Regions from separate parts of the Mus musculus genome. Here region 1 is linked to region 2. Evidence: chromatin contacts called from public HiChIP or PLAC-seq data. All regions are on one chromosome and are shown on one strand. Each heading gives the region's core, a stretch centred on a gene start, on an enhancer-like site or on the middle of the called end of the contact. The rest is flanking DNA. Distances are from core to core; before and after follow the strand shown. Region 1 has its middle 53 kb from the start of Gm46818. Region 2 has its middle 4.4 kb from the start of Ngf.

Evidence for each region. HiChIP or PLAC-seq counts read pairs in DNA pulled down with a chosen protein or histone mark.
Region 1: an HNF4G HiChIP or PLAC-seq map of pancreatic cancer cells shows a contact between it and region 2. The contact joins two enhancer-like sites. A contact is called at or near these places in 9 of 39 promoter capture datasets (the 3T3-L1 cell line, 3T3-L1-derived adipocytes, the HPC-7 cell line and 5 more), 2 of 484 Hi-C or Micro-C datasets (nephron progenitors and uterus), 1 of 115 datasets of contacts at active chromatin or transcription factors (pancreatic cancer cells) and 1 of 9 other capture datasets (pancreatic islet).

Annotation. Positions count from the first base shown.
Region 1 is chr3:102,557,297-102,561,141 of GRCm38.p6, reverse strand. No RefSeq gene overlaps it. Among named protein-coding and RNA genes, the nearest start is that of Gm46818, 53 kb to the right of the region's middle. Within about 2 kb of position 1,346, at least 5 of the 459 cell types and tissues checked have an H3K27ac peak or open chromatin away from gene starts, as enhancers often do. A contact at or near this core is called in pancreatic cancer cells, where this site is marked.
Region 2 is chr3:102,463,426-102,467,586 of GRCm38.p6, reverse strand. No RefSeq gene overlaps it. Among named protein-coding and RNA genes, the nearest start is that of Ngf, 4.4 kb to the left of the region's middle. Within about 2 kb of position 2,251, at least 37 of the 459 cell types and tissues checked have an H3K27ac peak or open chromatin away from gene starts, as enhancers often do. A contact at or near this core is called in pancreatic cancer cells, where this site is marked.

The sequences.
Region 1 (3,845 bases), core at 97-2,596, 94 kb before region 2:
AATGCCTAGCATCAGTGACAGGACCTCTTGCAAGATGGATGTTTGAGTAATCCAACTTCAAAACACTATCTTTGGCCCATATTTCTCAGATTGCTTCTGCCTCTACAAACTTACCTCGGGTTCCTCAGAAATAGGCAACAAGCTATATTAAGGAGTCAGCATCTCCAAAAGGAAAAGAAGAAATTGGGTAAAAAGAAAAGTTTAATATTCAAGTAAGTCTGCTAAAACCTTCAGTGATTGGCAGGAGCTTTGACACAAGAATTGACCACTGGAATGTCTGCCTCTGGGCCCCAAAGGCTGGGTCGTTCACCCTCACCTTTCTTAGTTGCCAGACAAAGGCTGCATTAGTGAGGACATGATCTGAGGAGTGGAGCTCTCTGCAGTTGAAGCAGACATGGAAGAAGACTTTCAGAAGCAGGCTGTCCACTGGCCAGAGTAGCAGGTCCTGTGCCTGAGTAGCAGGTTCTTCTTTGAAGCAATAGCTATGCAATGCACCCCTGTGACCACCCATATATGCACCAGCTACAGACTTTGAGACAGTATGTTTAGCATAAGCATAACAATATTGAACGCAAACAGGGACAGCATGTGTGTACATATTTGAAGATCATCAGTGGTGGTGGCAGAGCAAGGTTAAGCTGAGAAGATCTGTAAAATGTGAGATTAAACAAAGACTGAATTCTTTTAAATCCTCTACCGTTGAGGATAACGATGTTTACATGTGTGTTCACTGAAAGATCTGTGAAAGGTTAGGTCAGCAGCAAGGAACCCTCGTAGAACCTAAAATATATTACGGCACTATGATTTTCAGCTTAAAGAAACCTTAGAGGGAAGCATGATTCAAGGTCTGGGAAGAAACGGATCTGAGTAATCCAAAATATTTCTCCCACAGCATAGCAAAGGATGGAACAAAGGATGCTAAAACCATGTCAAAAGACTCAAGAACAAATTCAAAGATGCTCCTTTTGATTAAACAAACAAACAAAAAAGGATAATTGAAACATCAATAAGAGTAAGAAAATGAATACATTTGCATTTTTACTTTACAACGAGACCTTAATAGTTGATCAGTTACCTTTGAGTGATGACAGGAAATCAGTCCATTTCCTTAGAAATTATCGAGGAAATGGAAAGAGTGGCCCTCGATCTGCAATCCAAAAATGAACCGGGCCTCTGGGCAGCCAAGCGGTAAAGAAGGGAGAAATCTTGTAGTAGGCTCCCAGCTAATAAAGGAAGGCAAACTCTCAGTGTTAGAAGACCAGCGCATGGCGACGGCAATAAATCAGTGGATGTGGTCAATAGAAATATCACAAACAAGAGACGTGGCCAAGCATTACGTGTCCCTCAGCAAACAAACACCACACCATCTGTAGTCTTGCCAAAAAGATCAAACCTAAGTCTGATTGAGCCCTCAGAACCTGCTGCCATTTTTAAAGAAACCCAGAGGGCAGAGGAATGTATTGAACTCCACCGTGAGCATGCAATTAGCAAAATCCAGATGGTAGGAAATGCTGGAGGCCAGACTCAGGATCTTCAACAGAGAAATCAGAAGGAGAAGAAAAACACAGAGGAAAACTGTGGAGTAGGACAAAGATTGAGGGCCTGAAAGACAGTTTTTAAGTGACTGAGACTAGGCCCTACAGTGTCTAAGGATAAGACATGGCTGCTAGCTGTCCTTATGTAAGAATGTGCTTAGCATAAAAAAATCAGATAATACTTTTTAGATTGAGAGATTGCTAAGATCTGTCCAGCAATAGATGAGTCCTGGGTAGTTGGCAAAATCCTATTTTTTTGATTTCCCAAAGTGTTTGCAATTATGTTGATTTTATACTATTTTACTAGCCTATATGTTTGTGTAAGTTTCTAAGTGTGTTCTATTTTACAATAAAATGGCTAAACACACACACACACACACACACACACAGCCTCATTCTGTGACACACAGTTAAACCTGTACTCAGAGGGGAATGTGTAGTTTTAAATATTTACATTAGAAGAGAAGTTAGATGATAATTAACCAACGAGGCAGAAAAAAGTAAAATGAAGAAAAGGAAGTAGAATAAGGCAAATACGTATTGTGGTAAATGGTATTTGGGGGTTTCTACCCCACCTTAGATCATTTAGTTCCCAATTAGAATACTCAAAACCTTTACATTTATAATAAACCTTAAAGCACTAGAGCTGCACAGATATCAACCCTCTATGCTATTTTGTCTACCTCCCTGTCAGTAATACCAAGATATCACTGCCTGGGCCACTTCTACTCCAACTGGCTGGCCCTCTTAGCCATGCCTTCATGATCCACCAACCCCTTGGCACACCTTCCTCGTCCTCATCTTCCCTCTTCCCCTCTCCATCTCCCTTCCTCCTCCTCCTCCTCCTCCTCCTCCTCCTCCTCCTCCTCCTCCTCCTCCTCCTCCTCCTCCTCCTCCTCCTCCTCCTCCTCTTCTTCTTCTTCTTCTTCTTCTTCTTCTTCTTCTTCTTCTTCTTCTTCTTCTTCTTCTTCTTCTTCTCTCTCTCTCTCCTCTCTATTTTTGTCTCTGCCTCAGACCCCAAGCCCAGTAACCTAAACCCCACGTACCTCTTTTCCCAGCTACAGCCTGTAGGCATCTTTATTAACCAAGCAATTGTGGGGCAAGGTTTATACAACAAAAGTATCGTATACGTGAAGATCTCCTTGTGTTAAGGCGATTAGACCTTGGAATGCAGAATTTAGCATTATGATACATAGTAACAGACCATGTCTCAACAATCATGAAGGTGGGAATTAATATAATGAAAATAATGACAACGAAAAAAGCCTTTGTGGAAACCTTAAAAAATTCATAAAATTGAAAACGTTTTTGATACAATTAATTAATTAATTAATTAAGAGATGCCCAAACATAAATATTAACATGCTACATAAACAGGAAATTCCTACTAGATTAGAAGAATAAGAATAGAGTTTAAAAAAATCTATGCCAGCAAGATTTGAAAACAGGTGAAATGAAAAACTTCCTTGACCCTGCTGGAAGACTCTTCTCAAGCTAGTCTAAGACAGAGAGATAAGAAATAGGAATGGAGTGCTCACAGATCTTCCCAAAAGGAAAAGTTGTTTCCAGACAAGTCTTATACAGGTTTGTGAGCCTTCAGTTATCACTTCTACAGTGTTTAATATGTCATTAGGGGACCTACTCAGCATGGAAGATGAGTATGATAAATGAAATGTATGTTTAGAAAGGAAGAGTTAGATGAAAATATAGCCTCTAAATGACATGGCTCTCCATGCAGAAAGCTAAAGTCATCTTAGGCAATTATTAGTAGATTCATTAAGTCTGCCATGTATATGTGTATGTGCATGTGTTTATTATGTTTCTACCTAGATACACATAAAAATCTATTGTACAATTGGAAAATATTTTTATATTGAAGTTTTAGGGAGCCCAATTACCAGCATTTCTTCCCTTGCTCACACTCTGAACTGAAAGAAGCATAAGCAGATAGAAAAACAGCTCAAATTTAAAATGGCTGACAGAACTAAGTAGATGTATTCTCCCAAAGAAAAGATGTGACTGGGCAGTAAGTATATGAACAACCATGCCCAACCTCATTAGTTGTTGGGAAAATGCAAATCGAATCCACATATTTATTCCTAGCTGTTAAAATGGCTGCTATTTAAAAGTCCAAAGACAACGAGTGCTGGTGAGAATGTGAAAAGGAAAGAACAGTAGCACCCTGTTGGTGGGAACCAAAAGTAGCACAGCTCTCATGCAAAACCGTTCCTCAAAAACTTAAAAATGGAACTACCATACAATCCAGCAGACATGTGTCCTGGCCTAGATCCAAAGCAATAACATCACTAT
Region 2 (4,161 bases), core at 1,002-3,501:
TACAGGAATGAAAACCAGCTGAGAGGGCAGTGACCAGGAGGCATGGTGCCAATCAGCAGAGAATGAGAATATTTTGATGTGCTAGATTTTCTCGAAAGAGCTTTTTATCCAGGGCATCAAAATAACCAGCAGCTGATGCACGTGCTGGCTTGGAGGACAGCGGGACAGCTTGTGGTGTGTACGGTAATTGTTGTTATTTCTGAGGATGTAGAAGCCTGCAGCCATTGAGAGCCTCATCAACAGCAACACAGCGCCGCACCGACCTCCTGGCCTGCCTCTGCCTCCCCTCCACGCTCCTTCCTCCAGGTGTTCTGGCCTAATTTCTAGATACCAGTCATATCTTCATCCCTGACTGCTCAGACACACTCCCCCAGTCACCAGTGTCTATTTTATGCACAGTTCTTGCTAGTTTTTTAGTCACTTGCACAGACTCTAGCAAGGACTACTTCATCTCAGCCCTCAACCCCAGCCCCATCCACAGTCCTTCTTCCTCTTTCCTTTCTTTTTTTTTTTCTTCTTTAGTTTTTGTTGTGGTTTGGTTTGATTTTTTTTTTTTTAAGGTACAGTCTCATGTCACCCAGACTGTAGCCCCCTTCCCATTAAATATCTGATTCTCCTGCCTCCACTTCCCTAGTGTGCTTACAGGCCTCGGCCACCATACCCAGTTTATGCAATGCTGGAGACCAAAATGCACGGAGGGCCTCATGGCTTTTTGACAAGCCTATATCCCTGGTCCTTCATTCCCTGCAGGGTCTGTCTCATGGGATGCTACTGAGCTGGGAACATAGCAGTTCCACTCTTGTCCTGTGGGGGCACTGTGGCTCAGAAAAGCAATCACCTTGAGAACAGGCGAGCTTTGGCCCATGCATATGACCTTGGGAGAAATAGCTAAACTGTTAGGGCCATAATAGTTATAATCACTATAAGACTATAATTATATTGATTAAATATATTAAATCAATCATTTAGAGTACCTGTTCTGCCCAGTCCCATTGTAGGCACTGAGGATTCAGGAAATAAAGCTGCCTCTAGACACTTGGAATTTAAGTTCTAAAAATTCCCATCACTGATTTAATACTTAACAAATGTAATTTGTTGAGTGTACATTATAAGTTTGGAGAGTACAAAGGAAGGCAAGCAACGATAGAGGTAATTCTCCTTAGGCACAAGGGGAGTCAAGAATGTCCCTAGGGATCAAATCCTGTCGCTGACCATTGTGAGCCTCCACCTTCTCAGTCTTTCCTGACTCTGATCCCTCAAAGATCCCTAGTACCCTTGGTTGCCATGTGGACCACCTAGATCAGGTGCCAATGCCCCTGCCCCGATACTGTCTTCAGAGGTCTCTGCCTTTGTAGCAGCTGCCTAGGGTCTCTTATGAGCCTGTGGCTCAAACAAGTATACCTCCATCCAGGTCCTATACATCTAGGACAGGACCTAATGCCACCACCTTAGAAATCCAGCTGACTATATTTCAAAAAATTCGGTTCTAGGACAGGAGCTCTATAAAAGGAAACAGAGATCAAGAAGGAATGTTCATACCATGTAAGCACCCACTACCTAGTGTAAAAACAGACCTATAAAGGAATGGAAAACCTGTAGGGAAAGATGTGGCCATTCAAAGGATATAGAGCTTGATCCACTTTGAGCTTCAAGGAGCCTCCATTATTGTCCTAGGTGTCCTTAGCCTAAATTCCACATTCTTTAAGGAGATTGTGTGTTACCTGTCCCTCCGTTCTCCTTGCTACTTGCTTTGCTTTGCTCTGGCTCTGACTCTGGCTCTGGCCTTGGGGTTTTCTTTGGCAGTTCATTTCATAAGTAATGGCAATAACTCTGGCCTCTAAATATGTTTACTAGGCCTCAAAGGCCATTGCTCTGATCCGTTCTTCTTGCCCATCTAGATATATCTCTTAGACTCTTCACACTTCTAATTGGGAGATTTCTCCAAGCCCCCAAATCAAGCCTGGCACCCTTTTTAGATGCTTCTATGAACAATCTATACGCCTTAGAGCGCATACCTAATACACTTTCATGAGTGAGATATTGTCTGTGCTTTGATGCATGAGTAAGAACCATAAGAGGACTGCTGGGAAGGGCATCGTCTGAGACAGAAAGAATGGCTTGGAACAAGAATGGGTCAGAACCAGTCTGGAATTGGTGGGGCTTGAGGTGGCTATGGGTGAAGTGTGAATGTGAGGTTCAGGGGGGTTGGGATATGATGAGTAAGAACAAATACGGGCCAACCACCTGGGTCTTGTTGTGCCAGTTTAGATCAACAATGATGAGTCCCTGAGCCAGGCACTGAGACATGATCATGTACTGACTCATTCAGAATAAATATAGTGTATAAACTGATTTAAGCAATAGGAAATGGCAGGGTAAGGGGCGGTGAGGGAGAGAAACAGGGCTCATGGATGCTCCTGTAGTCCTAGTTTGTCTGACCAGGTAGCTGAGAGTACCTGATATGGAGAAGGGCTATCAATGGCAGTTCATGTGGTGGGGGCCTGGGGGGAAGAGGTCTTTAGTTTAGGGGTTTGTGGGGGCTTGTGTGACAGTAGAGTGTGTGTACAATAGAGAAATAGAGATTGATGAGCAATGTCAAGGCACAGTGCACATGGGCTGAAGTAAACAGCCTCAACGTTGTCTCCAAGTCTACGCTGAAGGCTCACCTCCCCCAACAGTCCACAGAAAGTTCTTTCTCCTGTTCTTTGCCACCAGAACATCCTAAGTTATATATTGAGCTCTCTCTACCCCAGGTTTACAGGAAGACTCTGTGATCAAATCCTCCAAGCATTGCTTTTAATACTTTATGGGAGCCAAAGGAATTCAAAAAACTTGTTTTTCTTTTTTTACTTCTGCATGCTTGGCTTTCAAAAGCATTGTCTTGCTGTAGACTCAGAAATTCTATTCTTGATGTGGAAAGAAGAATATTGGCTCTTTCTGTGTTCCAACTACAGCAAGCCTAGAAGCAGCCTATGAGAATCAAGTGCTTCTGGAAGGATACTGGCAGATCACACACTGGGAAAAGTAAGAGAAAATGTCCATACATCTGCTAATGTCCGTCCTCACAGCAGGCAACAGGTTGACTCTCTCTGACGTCTCTCTCTGTCTCTGTGTCTCTCTCTCTCTGTATGTGTGTGTCTCTTTTCCTCTGTTCCTCTTGTCCTTCTCCTTCCTCCCTATATCCCCTTTTCCCCTCTCTTTTTCTTTTTAAGTCATGTACTCACACTATAACCTGGCTGGCTTTGAACTCACACCAGTTCTGTTTCCTAAGTCTCCCAAGCGCTAAGGAAACAAGAGCACAAGAGCAGCCACACCTCCAACACCAGGATACTCTCCCCACTAAACTCTAAAACCCTTAAGAACTGGAGGTAGCCGTGATAACACCTGCTGTGCTGCAGGTGGTAGACACACATTATCCCTGCTGGTAACAAGAGGCCTGGCTCAAATAGGTTTCACCTTCTGCCAGATTCTGAGTCTGGAAGGAGCTCCCTTGGGGCAGGACCTCAGCATGCTGCACCACCCAATCTCAGTTAGTTTTGCTCTCAGCAAAAAGTCTGGGGCTGTCTGCTGGTTTCTCAGGGCAATCACATTTCAGGGGACAGGTGACAAAGCAGACTAAGAAAGGTGTGAGAACTAACATGTAAGTTGAGTGGCGCTATTTGGGCATCACAGGGTTAAGGAGTAGAACACTAAATCTGTATGAGTTTGAAAATTGCTCACAGGGGGAAAACTGCATTGATTATTCTCCCCCCCCCCTCTCTCTCCTGTGCCTCAATACATGTCCTCCCCCTCCTCCTTGGACACTCACTCTTTTCTGGGTGTTCTTCAGCCCTGCCTCACCCTTAGGCAGACACAATCCTGAGAGGCAGCCCAGCTGCCTAAGTTAGAGATCCTCTTCCTCTGTGGGCCAATGTTCCTTAGATGGGATTTCCACAGTGTTCCAGCCATGTGCTTTTCTCTGTTCCTTCTCTCCTCCCAAACTCCTGCAAGCTCCACTGTGCAGTGGCAGGGACCATGCTATTCACAGTGTTCAGCACTATGCCTACACAAGGGAGCACACAGTAGGTGGACGGCTGCACACAGTAGGTGCTCCACTCTTAGCTGCTGCAGAACTATCATCAGCTGACATGCATACTCTTTGGTCATATCTTGAATTTTTGG